Regions from separate parts of the Mus musculus genome. Here region 2 is linked to region 1. A link is a contact called in public Hi-C data. All regions are on one chromosome and are shown on one strand. The core of a region is the stretch at or near the end of the contact, and the rest is flanking DNA. Distances in the headings are between cores, read along the strand shown. Region 1 overlaps Rpp30 (ribonuclease P/MRP 30 subunit). Region 2 has its middle 18 kb from the start of Tnks2.

Evidence for each region. Hi-C and Micro-C count contacts between places; a contact is called where the count stands out from the background.
Region 2: a Hi-C map of cortical neurons shows a contact between it and region 1, with 4 times the contacts expected there. A contact is called at or near these places in 3 of 484 Hi-C or Micro-C datasets (the HPC-7 cell line, the N1E-115 cell line and cortical neurons), 3 of 130 datasets of targeted methods (large pre-B cells and pancreatic cancer cells) and 1 of 9 other capture datasets (embryonic stem cells).

What each region holds. Positions count from the first base shown.
Region 1 is chr19:36,101,164-36,108,565 of GRCm38.p6, forward strand. It overlaps Rpp30 (ribonuclease P/MRP 30 subunit), which reads left to right. Exons shown (of 11, transcript NM_019428.3): 9 at 71-108; 10 at 658-737; 11 at 3,173-3,610. The coding sequence ends at 3,282. Among named protein-coding and RNA genes, the nearest start is that of Ankrd1, 15 kb to the right of the region's middle.
Region 2 is chr19:36,812,753-36,820,154 of GRCm38.p6, forward strand. No RefSeq gene overlaps it. Among named protein-coding and RNA genes, the nearest start is that of Tnks2, 18 kb to the right of the region's middle.

The DNA of each region.
Region 1 (7,402 bases), core at 1,623-4,122:
CTTATTATAAATAATTAAGATGTTAATAACATCTCATATCTCATTTTATTTTCTATTTTTCTCATTTTAGCCTTTGGAAATAAGAGGACCATATGACGTGGCAAACTTGTATCCTCTCAGTATTCTGTTTAAAACCTATGTTCCTATTGGGCATTGATCAGAAGACAACTTCAGGAAGTAGTTCTCTCCTTCTACCTTGCGGGTCTTGGGCATCCATCCAAGGCCACAGGTTGCCAACAGACACCCTTAAATGTTAAAACAGAGTTGCTGATCATTTGTTCTATACAATTCTTCTGAGCCATCACGTTGAACTAGAATTTTCCCTTAGAAAAATGTAATCAAAAGTGCTATTATAATTTAGCCTGGTGTTTTGTTATCATTTAGTTGTAAGTTTACTGACCAGCAGCCTCGGAAGTCAATAACAACTAGTTGTAGCTTTCTTCTTCTTCTCCTGGTGTTTGGATTAAGCAGCAGAAAAGAGAGACAAGGGACTGTACAGGACAAAACAGTTAATTGAGACTTCTTGGGTGCAGGTCTCAGGCAGGCTAAGTCTGTCTGCCACTGTGAGCAGGTGAGCTGCCCTTCGTTTGTGTTTGTGTTTGTGTTGTCTCATATCCTTGGCGGACTCTGGGTTGAAGTCCTTAATGACCCTATCAGAGGACTGCTGTTTGGGCTTTCTGAAAATGATGGCAAGGCTGCCGTGTCCACAAATTGCAGAGCTGTATTTCTCCATGGAGGTAAGCATGTTGTTATTTATAGTAAAATCAGAATGGTCTCGTTAGAGGCAGGTTATCATCAGATAATTGGCATATATGTGCTTTAACTATCCTTCCTACAGAGTTCTTATAAGGGTGTCTTCTCAACCAGTTCTAACCATATTCTGTTCCTTGCCCTCATTTCAGGCCTTCCTCTCTGTAGTGTGTGCATTGTATGTAGTGTGTGCATTGTATGTAGTGTGTGCATTGTATGTAGTGTGTGCATTGTATGTAGTTTGCATTACAGAATGACTGTTGAATGTGTTCTTTCAAACTACACACTGTCCCCAGCCCACATTTTCAGAGGCTTTTAACATCGCTCCTGCTTTTCTCTGGGTGGTCTTTCTCCCTGCTAAAATAAATAAGTTTCAGAAACAGGAGTGGGAATAGTAGTGTTAGTTTGACAGGATCTAGAACCATCCCGTTCCAGAATCACCTGTGAGGGGTTATCTAGATTCGGTAAGCCCCTGAGAATGTGAGTGTTTGGTTAGTGGATGTGAGAAGACCCTCTTCCTGGCTAGGGATCCTGGATTGAATAAACTAGAGAAAGCAAGCTGAGCACTGGCACTCAGACATGCGCTCCTCAGCTGGGAATAGGATGCAGCCAGCTGCTTCAGGCTCCTGTGCCCCTGAACTCCCTTCCAAGATGGACTCTACCCTTGCACTGTGAGCTGAAATAAACTGATTACTCTCTGGGTTGCTCTTATCAGAGTATTTTACACAGGAACAGAAAAGAAACGAAAACATCAAACCATTAAGTAAAAAAAAAAAAAAACCAGAAACGTCGATGGGCAGTGGTGGCACACGCCTTTAATCCCAGCACTTGGGAGGCAGAGGCAGGTGAATTTCTAAGTTCGAGGCCAACCTGGTCTACAGAGTGAGTTCCAGGACAGCCAGGGCTACACAGAGAAACCTTGTCTCAAAAAACAACAACAAAACAAAACAAAACAACCCAGAAACATCATTTTTTAAATCCACCTATCTAAACTCAGTCTATAACTTTTGTTTTTATTATAACTCAGAATGTTTCTTATTTTGGTTTACATGATCATGTATCTACGGTTACGTATTTTGGGTGTGTTTTTCCCAAGGGGTTGGGGGGCGTCATTGGTTATGTAAAAATATTATACTAGGTTACATAAGGCCATTTTTTGCAAGTCTAATAAATGTGCTCTGGGCACATGCCCTCCACCCTCCTTTCTCACCCCGTTAGTCTCTTGTGCATATTCCCTGCCACTCCACACCCCTTACAGCTATTAGTCCCCTTCATGCATACTAGTTACACTCCCCACACCCCGCAGATCCCAACTAGTCCTCTTGTGCAGGTTCCCTTCCTAACCTCAGACCAGTCCTTCTGTGCATACTCCCTCACACCACCTCCCATTAGTCCTCTTGCTCCTGAGACAGTTCGCTCCGACTCCTGGACTTCTTCCATGGTCTGCACATGTACGGTTTGTGTACCTGAGGGGAGTGTGAGGCCCACAATGAGGCAGAGCCCACTCCTCCTGCAGCTCTGCTCTTCCTTCCTCCTCACCACACCCTTCCTCCAGTGTCACTTTTCAGTGTGTTCCTTAGTTCATCAGGCGGTGATTGTCCTGTGTGCCTTCATTCTAATATGTCTATTTGTAATGTACTTACCCAGCATTTTGAATATTTAAAAACCACTGCTAAGGATTTTATATACTGCATATGACAGTGCCTGTCCTGTTAATATGTACTTAAAACAAATCTAAGTTGAAGTTCAACTCTACTGCCAAACTGACCGGAGCATACAAAGCAATCCCTCTTTTTCCCTTCATTATTAGCATACATAAAGGATTGGTAAACGTGAGCTTGATTCTGTGTTCTGCCAGCACACATGTTAGATGACTGCTGGACGTTGGTACATTGTACATTGGTAGCCTAGTGAGGGTGATGGTGTGTGCTGTAGAGTAAGCTCACCACAGCCCCTGCTGTGGGAGCAGTGCAGGCGACTCCTGCACCCGGGCCTGGGATTTCTCTTATGATCTTTTTACCATACATAAAGCAGATGCTAGACCAATGCTTATGGCTGGTTCTGACTGCATCAGATGGCATGGAGAGAGCAATGGAGAATCCCTGCTCTGCAGTTTATCTAAGAGGAAACCCTTAGGAACGAGCTAGCTGGTAAAATACTGACCATAAATGGCATCTGCACCCGTGAGAGCTCTCTGTGGTTTTCCTGTTTACCGGGCTATAGGCCAAAGAAAATGGGGTAATGCTGGCTAAACCAACACCTGTCATCTCTGCCCTTAGGAGGCTAAAGCAGGAGGGTCAGAGTTGGCTGGACCGCGTAAGGAGTTCAAGGCCAGCCTGGGCTACTTGGTGAGATCCTGTCTCAAGAAACAGAAACAAGTAAAACTGTTCTATCTTTATTCAATGTGGTTTCTATTTTACAGAAACTAGAAAAACTGCTTTTGGAATTATTTCTACAGTGAAGAAACCACGGCCATCAGAAGCAGATGATGAATCTCTTCCAGTGTGCAAGAAAGCTAAATGTGAGGGCTGAGACGAGTCCTGAGTCTCCACGCACTGCCTCCTCCCCTTCGTAGCTCATCAGTCACTGTAAAAATAAAACTCTGCTGAGTTGATATTTTCATTAAACTAGAAACCAACAGTCTATAAAAACAACTTTATATTCAGACCATTAAAACAGCAAATAAAACCCAGTGAAGCATTTTTTAAAGACTAACAGCTTAATTAATTTAGATATACTTTAAGAGAAAAACTATTTTATCCTTCATGTGAATAATGAATAACAGTAGGTACACTGAAATAAGATGTCTCAGTATTGTAAGACATTGAAAACTAATAAATTAACGTTTTTCTACTCGGTACATATGGATTTTTAAATTTTACTATCCAAAAAAGGTAGTTATTTTGAAGACTTAAGCCCTGTTATGGGGGTGACTTTAGCCAACTGATTACTTTTTAAGCTCTTTTTTTACTGCTTGAGTTAAAACCTTCCTAAAGGACTTCTGCACTTGTAAAAGCAGAGGGATGCTCATAAGAGTTACTTGTCCCCTCGAGTCGCTCCCTCCTGCCTTCAAATTGTCCTTACGATATAGTCCTCCCTTTAGTTAGAAATCCCTCAATAGCTAATAGTGATTTTCCTAGTTGCTATAAGGTGTAAAGCATTTGGCTCAAATTTAAAATTTTATATATATATATATATATATATATATATATATATATATATATGTATATATGTATATATGTATGTATGTATGTATGTATGTATGTGTGTGTGTGTGTATATATATATATATATATATATATATATATATATATCCTTTGGAAATAATTTTCAATAACAAGTTCATTAGACTGAGTAGATAGCCATTTCAGTAAATATCTGCATTTATGCCATATTGATCTAAGGACCCCAAGGATGTGGAATTAACTGAAGGAAAAAAGATGACTGGTGCTCTGAAGGTGAGAAAAGCAGTGTGTAAAAGGGTGCTCATGCCAGCTTCGCAGACATAGGTGCTGAGCTCAAGTACTAACACGTAAGCACATTGTTCATGAGTGAAGCTTTAGTCTGGATTGTAATGCTGTCTCAGTGCTTTGTAGTGCCTTTTCCTCTCACAGTGATAGGAGAAGTAAGAGAAATGAATATTCAAATAGATGGCAAAAAAGATATGATTAAAAACCAGTACCTACTCTTAATTTTATACGTAGCAGTGAATATCCTTGACAAGTATTATGTATGGTAGTTCCCAATTATGACCGAAGCAGAAAAATTACAAGTTTGAGACCAACTACAATGAAAGAGGCAAAAATAGTGGGAGAATATTGTATAGGTACATCTGTGGAGTTTGTGCACACATATGTAAAGCATAATTACAACTGTAAGTCAAGCATCAGTGACTGTTCGTTGGATACTCCCCAGGGGAAAAACCAGCCTAGACATCAGTAGATTAGTGGATAAAGAAACTGTGCATACGTGGTGATCATGAACAGCGATGATCTAGCGTCACTGGGAGACAAGTCCGTGGACTGACTGAGAGTAATTAGATCCGCTAATTGAGGTGGGAAAACACCCTGCGTGTGAGTGTCACCATCCTGTGTCTGAGGGCCTGGATCTTCATAAAGAGAAAGTTAACTGAGCACGCACAGGCATTGGTCACTTCTGCTTCCTAACGAGACAGGTTCGGAATGATCCGTGAAAGAGTAGGGAGCGCAGGTCACAGTCCAGTTATGTGCTGGGTGTTCACTTTGGGAACATTGCTTCTCTGGGGAAGTTAAAGTGCACAGACTAAAGACAAACTGAAATCTCCCTCTACCTCACTTCACCTTTTTCCTTACAGATGGCCTTACTGCCAACATTAAATAATTAATATTCATAGAAGCTTTAGAGCAGGGCCTGTCGTAGAAAGTGTCCATTCACTATCTACTCTTATCCTTTTGGAGAAAAGAAAAAACTAAGATCTCTATCACACCAATATACAACCACAGTAAATTCAGGTGGTTCAAAGATTTAAATTTAAGCTGAATTTGTAAAATAGCACAGAAAAACAATAAGCCAGGAGGTGATGTGAACCTGTATCTCTACCTAGAACTTGGGATGTGAGAACAAGACAATCAGTGGTTCACCAACATTCTCGGGTACATAGCAAGTTTAAGACCAGCCTGGGCTACAGAAGACCCATCTCTAAAACAAAAAACAAGTGAAAAGACAAAATGTAGATTTTAAAAAGATGTTAGATTGAAATAGACTCAAGTATGATTATTGAAACTGGAAAATGTCAATTGATTTCTATAAAACTATGTTAGAAGTTAGAAATGTGACTCACTGAATTGTAGGTTCAGTCTCTAGTATTATGAAATTAGAATATTCTGAGCCAGGCATGGTGGCGCACGCCTTTAATCCCAGCACTCGGGAGGCAGAGGTAGGCGGATTTCTGAGTTCGAGGCCAGCCTGGTCTACAAAGTGAGTTCCAGGACAGCCAGGGCTACACAGAGAAACCCTGTCTTGAAAAACAACAAAAAATAGAATATTCTGGAAACAATACAATCTAGGAAAGTTGCCTTCAAGTTATCGTTGAGCGAGACTGGAATCACTGTACCTGAATTGTTTTCAAAAGGCATGCAGCACCCCACCATTGCAATGGTAATCCCAGCATTCAAGAAGCTTGGGAAGGCCAATCATGACTTTGAGGCAAAGCAGGGCAATACACAAAGTTCACGACCAGTTTAGGCTACATAGTCAGATCATGTCTCAAACACAATACCATGACAAATAGTGCTAGTTCAGATCCCTTCCCCAGCATTGCAGACCTATGCTCCAGATGTCTGAGTTGGGTACTAAGAAATACCCTTCCCCCAGAGCATTAACTTTACCCCTATGATGCCTGGGCAGTCTTAACTACACTATGAGGTTAGCCTGGGGCTAGAGCCTGAACATTTCAAGGGCTTAGCTGAGGATAGCTCTCTCCTGAGACCACAACCTTCCCTCTGTCATCCTGCCTCATTTCCCCTTCTGCAGAGCCCTCAGTAAATAAAACATTTGTATAAGATCCTCATTGCAAGAGGGACCAACTTCACTTCTAAAACAATCGAGCAAATAAGGATCAAAAAGCACTCAACAGATATGAAAATGTCACACTTTACTAGTCATCGGTGATATGCTTGCTGGTTAGGTTGGGAAAGTTTAAAACGGACACAAAGTTAGTGTTTTCACAATTGGGAAAGGCTGTAGACTATTTTGAAAGTGGCCATAATTTGATGTTAACCTTATAAATACTTCTACAAGGTATTCTTCAAAAGTAAGTAAAGTTAGAGCTAGACAAGGGCTGAGATTATAGTCACTCACACTATAATCTCGCCCCTTGGGAGGATCTTTGAGTTTATGGCCAGCCTTGGCTACACAGTGAGATCCTCCCTGTTTTAGGAAAAAGAATAAAAAGAACTGGCTGGGTAGAAAGAGTGCACCTATATGGATATTCACTCCTACAGTGTGTAAGATGATGGGAAGATTAACTTAAACACTCAACAAAAATTAGTTAAATGATCCATGCACATTGAAACAAAATAGTAGGGTTAATTAAGACATCTGAAGTAAGTTGTTAATAAAGGAAAATTAAAAGGAAAGAACATGATTATTCTCAGGTTGGTGAAAGAGAAAGTTTATTATAAATATGTGGGAGAGCATAGTCAGAGGCAGGGACTCTGGGAGAGTCCAGAGTGGACCTGGCCCTGAGCCGTGTGAGGAGAGGAGGGAGGAGAAGAGAGAGGGGAGAGGAGGTGACCAGGTGCAGCAGCCAAAGGCCCAAAGAAAGCAGATGAAAGAAGCAGGTTTTTAAAAAGATGGTTGGAAGCAGAGCACTGACTATCACAAATGCCCCTCTGACTTGTGCTGTGGCACTTACACGCACACATGTAACCAACCAGTGTTGGAAGAAGATGGATTCCTGATCCACGTCTGGAGGCACAGCCCTAGAGTCCAGCTATTCAGGAGACCAAGGTAAGAAAGCCACAAATTCAAGGATTGCCTAAACTCAGAAAGAGTTCAAAGCCATCCAGGTCAATTTAGGGAGATCCTGATACAAGAAAGCAACAATAGAGAACAGAACAGGGCATGGGAGCACTGTGGGGCTGCGGGGTGCTGTACCGATCAGGTTTGGGCA
Region 2 (7,402 bases), core at 2,144-4,643, 710 kb after region 1:
TTTGAAGCGAGCTGGGCATGGTAAGTATGCCTGAGCTACCAGCTACTTGAAAGACTGAGGCAGGAGGATCTTCATTCAGTCCAGAAGGCCAGCCTGCAAAGTGTAGCAAAAGTTATTCTAGATGCTTTCTTTCTTTTTTTTTTTTTTTGTTTTTTTGTTTTTTTGTTTTTGTTTTTGTTTTTTGAGACAGGGTTTCTTTGTGTAGCCCTGGCTGTCCTGGAACTCACTCTGTAGATCTGTAGTCCAGGCTGGCCTCGAACTCAGAAATCCTCCTGCCTCTGCCTCCCAAGTACTGGGATTAAAGGCGTGCACCACCACTGCCCGACCTCTGGATTCCAAGAATGCTGGGAAAGGCCATTTTACAAACTTCCAGTGACTGCCTTAGTTGCTGCTCTATAGCTAACACTGACTAACTGGAACGTCTTATTTTAAAGTACTTATTGTATCTTATTTTATTTTTTTTAAAGATTTATTTACTTATTATATGTAAGCACACTGCAGCTGTCCCCAGACACACCAGAAGAGGGAGTCAGATCTCCCTACGGATGGTTATGAGCCACCATGTGGTTGCTGGGACTCGAACTCAGGACCTTCAGAAGAGCAGTCGGGTGCTCTTACCCGCTGAGCCATCTCACCAGCCCATCTTATTTTATATATTAATGTATTTTAAGTATTAATATATTTATTTTAAAGACTTAAAGCATTAAGATTTCATAAGGAAAAAAATGACTGTAGAAGTCAGGCCCTGGGTCTTCCTCCCAGCCCCATGCTCCCAGAAATAAGACTCAGACTCAAAATACATTTACAAATACCTTGGCCATATACCTAGGCTCTTCTCTGACTAGATCATAACTTAGATTAAACCATTTATTTTAATCTACATTCTGCCACATGCTGGTCACTTGTGCTCAGTTACAATGCATCGTGTCCTCACATCTCCTGTGCCTGGCTCTATCCCAGAATTCTTTGTCTCCCGGATGTCCCACCTTCTATTCTATCCTTTCCTATAGGCCAAAAGGTTTTTTTTTTTTTTTCATTGACAGGTGATGCAAATGATTATATAAATTTTCAAGAGATAAATGCTTCATTCTGTCAAGAAAGAAATGCGCAGTACAGGAGGTATATTTTAACCCTGTGACCAAGGCTGCTGAGGTGCTTCCTTCATTGGGGACACGCTTGTCTTGTAGGCCTGCTGTCCGGAGTTCAGGCTCAGGGACCCTTGCAAAGGCAGAAGGCCTCTTCAAAGTTACCCTCAGGCTCAACAAGTAGGCCGAATTGCATAAGCCATAATGAGCACATTATACGTGATCATAATAAGAATACTAATAAACGGGGCCTAGCAAACACAGAAGTGGATGCTCACAGTCAGCTATTGGATAGATCACAGGGCTCCCAATGGAGGAGCTAGAGAAAGTACCCAAGGAGCTAAAGGGATCTGCAACCCTATAGGTGGAACAACATTATGAACTAACCAGTACCCCAGAGCTCTTGACTCTAGCTGCATATGTATCAAAAGATGGCCTAGTCAGTCATCACTGGAAAGAGAGGCTCATTGGACTTGCAAACTTTATATGCCCCAGTACAGGGGAACGCCAGGGCCAAAAAGTGGGAGTGGGTGGGTAGGGGAGTGGGTGGGAGGGTATGGGGGACTTTTGGGATAGCATTGGAAATGTAAATGAGCTAAATACCTAATAAAAAATATTAAAAAAAGAATACTAATAAATTAAAAATGCAATCAAACTCTGTAGCATAACATCAAAATTCTTTCTTAGAGCTACACACAGCCAGATGTTTGGAGTGTCACCATCTGCCCTGACAGAGCAGGATGTGCTGCCCAGGGGCGAATCTCTCCTAAATTTCTGGATTCACATTCAAGCCAAAAGCCCCAAACTATTAAAGCTTATCAAAACGTGTGCCCCTTTCATTTTTTTAGGAACAAAACCCAGGATTTTGTAAATTCAAGGTGAGGGTTCTACCACTAAAAGCTGCAGCCCCCCCCCCACCGCCGCCCCATTTCTGACGACCCATAATTGTGAATTAGTTCTAATTTAGAAAGAAATCTTTTTTGTTTTTGTTTTTTCGAGACAGGGTTTCTCTGTATAGCCCTAGCTGTCCTGGAACTCACTCTGTAGACCAGGCTGGCCTCGAACCCAGAAATCCACCTGCCTCTGCCTCCAAGTGCTGGGATCAAAGGCGTGCTCCACCATGCCTGGCTTAAAAAGAAAATTTTTAAAACTGCATATAAAATCTGACCTAGCTCAAGCACTCATAACCAAACCGACTGTCATATTATTTATCATTTTAGTAGCCTTTGTTATTAAACTGCTAATAAAGTTTTAAGTGTAAAGTTGAAGTTCATGCATTCTAAAACCCAGTGATTGAAAGAGAACCTCAGCAGCTAAACGTTAGTGGCAGCCGCCTAAAACAGCAGTTCTCAACCTGTGGGTCGCAACCCCTTGGGAGTCAAATCGCTCTCTCACAGGGGTCACCAAAGACCATCAGAAAACACATCATGATTCATAACAATAGCCAAACTACAGTTATGAAGTAGCAATGGAAATAATGTTATGGTTGGAGTCACCACGGCATGAAGAACCGCATTAAAGGGTCACCGCATTAGGAAGGTTGAGAACCACTGGCCTAGAACACCATGGGTTCAACCACTACCACTGCAATGTAAACAAGCTGCTCGGAAAACCCATCTACCTCAGTGCAGACTCAAAGCAACGCTTGCGTTTGCTGTTCTCTAATCTAAAGGCTCTCTCTCTACTCCCTGAAACGGGGAATAAAGGCCAATGCCCGCACCACACCGCACCGCACCACCCCAACTCGCCCTGCACCGACCGGGACTCGATCACCGATCACCGTACCAGACTCTACCCGCCCCGCCCCACCTCGCCCCTCCCCAGTCCCCAGTTCCTCTCACCACTTTCAGATCCAGACATAAGATAAGCAGTATCTGAATGTGGATTTTGTTTTGTTGTCTGGGTTTGGGGGCTTTTGTTTACTGCTTTGGGGGTCGGGGCTTATATTATTTAGTACTAGAGACTGAACCGAAGGTCTCGCACGTGCTAGGCGACCACTTTTCTGCTGAGCTACATCCCCAAGTCCTTCTTTTCATTGTTTTTTTTTTTTTTGTTTTGTTCGGACAAGGTGTAGCTGTCTGGCCTACCATTCACTATACAGGCCAGGCCGGCCCTGAATTCACAGAGACGTCCTTCCTCTGCCTCCCGAGTGCTATATAGAGTTTTATACAGGCCACCATACCCAGCCCAGCCATTTTCTTTAACAGCCTTAAATCAGCATCGCAGTTTGCGCTTGGGCTGAGCATTCAAATTTTTTATTTGCTGATCCTGAAATATTTGTAGACCTATTTCCACTAGGTGGCTGTCTTCACCAAGAAGTGTCAGCGCTATGCTGGCTTCTGGTAATTTGAAACCTTACATTTTATAGAGGTAGGCGTATGCGCAGTGGTTTAATAGACGTTCTCACGCAAGTATCAACCTGTGCTTCTCTTTTACGCCTTCACACTGGGTGGAAAAGGAAATATGTTTAAATGTGCCCTCAAAATAGGAAAGAAAAAAAAAATAGAAAAGAGATGTTTTGTTTGAAATTGAAACTATTTGTAAATGTACTTTTTAATTGATGTGTGTGTATATGTTTGTGTATGTGTGTGTTTGTGTATGTACGTGTATGTATGTATTTGTATCTGTGTGTGTATTGTGTGTGGATGTATGTATTTGTGTATTTGTCTGTGTGTGCCTACATGCTCCATGCACACGTGGGTGCCCTTGGAGGCTATAAGAGAGTGTCAGACCCCTGGAGCTGGCATTACTGGCAGTTATAAGCTGCCTGACAAAGGTGTAGGGAACTGAATCTGGGTCCTTGGCAAGAACATAAAGTGCTCTTAACTGTTGAGCCCTCTCAGCCGGGCACGCCTTTAATCCCAGCACTCTGGAAGCAGAGGCAGGCGGATTTCTGAGTTTGAGGCCAGCCTGGTCTACAAAGTAAGTTCCAAGACAGCCAGGGCTAAGGGCTACACAGAGAAACCCTGTCTCGAAAAAAAAAAAAAAAAAAACTGTCTCTCCAGCCCCTGAAATCAATCCATCTTTCTTTTTTCTTTCTGTTTTAGATTTGTTTATTTAATGTATAGAAGTATTTTTTGTGCAAGTACATATGTGCCCACATGCATGTCTGGTACCCATGGAGGTCAGGAAAGGATATGAATCACCTTATAAAGTACATGGATACTGGGAACCAAACCTAAGTCAACAAGTTCCCTCCACTGCCAAACCATCTTTCCAGTCCCCTGAAATTTTTCATAAAGAAATGTAAAGTGGGGGCTGAAGGGGTTGGAGAAATGGCTCAGCAATTAAAGACTGCTTGTTGCTCTGGTACCCATGTCAGGAGGCCCCCCAACTGCCTATAACCCCAGCTCCGGGGAATCTCGCACCTTCTTCAAGTCTCTGTGGGCACACACATACACGTGAAGTCTCTGTGGGCACACACATACACGTGGTATATACACACATGCACACACACAAAATAAGTGAATGAATAAAATGAGAACATAATTTAAAATAATTCTTTAAAAGTTTTAAAGAGAAGGTTGAAGAGATGGCTCAGCAGTTAAGAGCACTGTCTGCTCTTCCAGAGGTCCTGAGTTCAATTCCTGGCAACTACATGGTGACTCACAACCATCTGTAATGGGATCTGATGGCTTCTTCTGGTGTGCCTGAAGACAGCTACAGTGTACTCATATACATAAAATAAATAAATACATAAATATATACATACATAAATAAAAATTTTTAACGAAAGAAATGTGACGTATCTAATCTATCCACTCTTGGACAGATTCCCAAAGGACTGGAAGTCCACAACATACTTGCACACCGTGTTTACAACTGCAATATTCACAACATCCAGGAAGTGGACAAAGCAATTTGATAATACATATGCAATAGAATCTTAAGCAGCTGTAAGAAAATTAAAATTATGCCATTTGAAAAAAAAAAAAAGGATACACCTGGAAATCATGTTAAGTAAAATATAACAGATTCAGAAAAAAAATCCCATTTTCTGTCATATATGGAACCAAAATTTATGTGTGTTATATATGTTTGCATGTCACAAAACTAGAAAGGGGATGAGAAGAGGGGAGGAAGAGATCTTAAGGAAGATGAGAAATACTGGTCGCGATGGAAAGCGAACCCGTGACTGACTGGAAGGCAAGCAGGCGGCTGCTGCACCGGGAGGGAGTATAAGGAAAAGCAGTGGGGTAAGAAACGAAAGAGAACAATGTATAATGACACACATGTGTAAGACGCCAGGACCCTGTGTTCTTCCTATGTAGTCTATGATGGCTAGTGTCAATTTGACAAAAATCTTTTACCATCTGGAAAGGCTGGGCCCCTGAGGATGTCTTTGGGGAGTGCTTATTGTTAATTGATGTGGGAAGACCCATCTTAATTGTGGGAGGGACTTCCTGGACTTCCACAAAGGGAGTAGAAGAGCTGAGTAGGGAGGGACTCGGCAATTAGACTTGCTCCCATGTCAGGAGGCTCCCCAATTGTCTCCAGCTCCAGGGGATCTGACAGCCTCTTCCAGCCACCGTGCCCCCGCCCCCCGCGTGCATGTGTTCTACACACACACGCACACGCACACACGCACACACACAGCATGCATTCCTTACTCTTCTGCCTCTTGACTGTGGGTGCAGTGTGACCGGCTGCCTTTGCTTCGCCGCAGTGATGGATTTCTTTTGAACTGTGAGCCAGAATAAACCATCTCTCCCTTAATTTGTCCTTGTCAGATATTTCATCATGGCTAAGACCCTAACTTAAAAAAAAAAACAGGCCTACAGCTATGGCCGCCGCCGCCGCCGTCGCTGCAGCTAGAGGAGACCCTGTCGGAGAGACTCTGGGGTCTGATGGAGATGTTTGTTTCCTGAGATGGTCTGGTCAGTCGCCCGAGCCACCTTTGACCACCTTAAATCTCTCACTCTTTGTGGCTCAGAAGATTACAGATTTTCCAGGGCGACTTTGTGGATTGGGACCACTTCTTCCTTCATGATCTTGCTTCTTCCTGTTGTCTTTGAAAAGTTGCAAACGGAGCAACAGTAGCAAGCCCAGCAGTAGCTTACTTTTAGGGCCTCACACGGGGCTGTCAGGAGGAGTGCTAGAACTTCCACTTCCTGGAAAGATCTAGAATGTCACTGCGGTATTTGTCCTGGTAGGCGAAATTTGAAATTCATTTCTGTTTGAACTGCTTATTGTTTGGATTTTTTTTTTTTTTTTTTTTTTTTTTTTTGGGTTTTCGGGACAGGGTTTCTCTGTGTAGCCCTGGCTGTCCTGGAACTCACTCTGTAGACCAGGCTGGCCTCGAACTCAGAAATCCGCCCGCCTCTGCCTACCAAGTGCTGGGATTAAAGGCGTGCGCCACCACGCCCAGCTTTGTTTGGACTGTTTATTCTTTTTTTTTTTTTTTTTTTTAACCTTGGCACATCCATCTATTTGAACCGGGTGGGAACTTTCTCTGTTTCTCACGGAGGGACCCCAGGTGCACCTGAGCCCTTTCTAACGCCCTCACTTCCTGTTCTCACTCATGATGCTGGAGTACAGCCATGTGGAGGTCATTCCACTCTGTTCCCTTAGTAAAAGCTCCTAAGGAAGTTCTTACGTGCCCATTGTGGGAAAGAAGTAAACACCTCTGACCATTAACATTTTTTTTATTTTAAAGAATGGAAATGCTAAGACGTGTAAACAGTGTGGGACTGACAAAATCCATTACAGCTACAGTACAAAACAGCCACCAGGAATCCCTGGGTGTGCTGGAGAGAAGGGAAGCTAGCTGTAGCTTTAGCCAGAGGGGCGCTGAGCAGAGCAGGCCCTCATTTCCTCTGTACAGTTTGGCTCTTAGACCTGCATATGTATAAAAAAAGAAGTCAGCGCTCACTTTTTGTATTTAAATACTGAAAAAGAACTCCAACTGAAAAAAATTAAAAATAAAAACTAAAATATGAAGTTATACCCAAGAAGATCAGTGAAAGGCAGATAATATTTTTAAAATCCAATAAAGAAAAGAGAACAAAAAGATAAAAATAAAAATAAATCATCTTTGGGTAATGGTTTATGTTGTCAAATCAGAAAGCACTTGTTCTTGGAGCTTGAAGAGATGGCTCAGAAGTTAAGGATGCTCACTGATCTTGCAGATGATTAGGACCAGTTTCAGCAGCCTCATGGTGCACAACCACCCGTACCTCCAATTCCAGGCTCCAATGTCCTCTTCTGACCTCTGCTAGCACCTGCACACACATGGCACACATGCATGCACACAAGTATACATAAGCACATATAATTAAAAATTGAAGGCATATATATCATATATATATATATATATA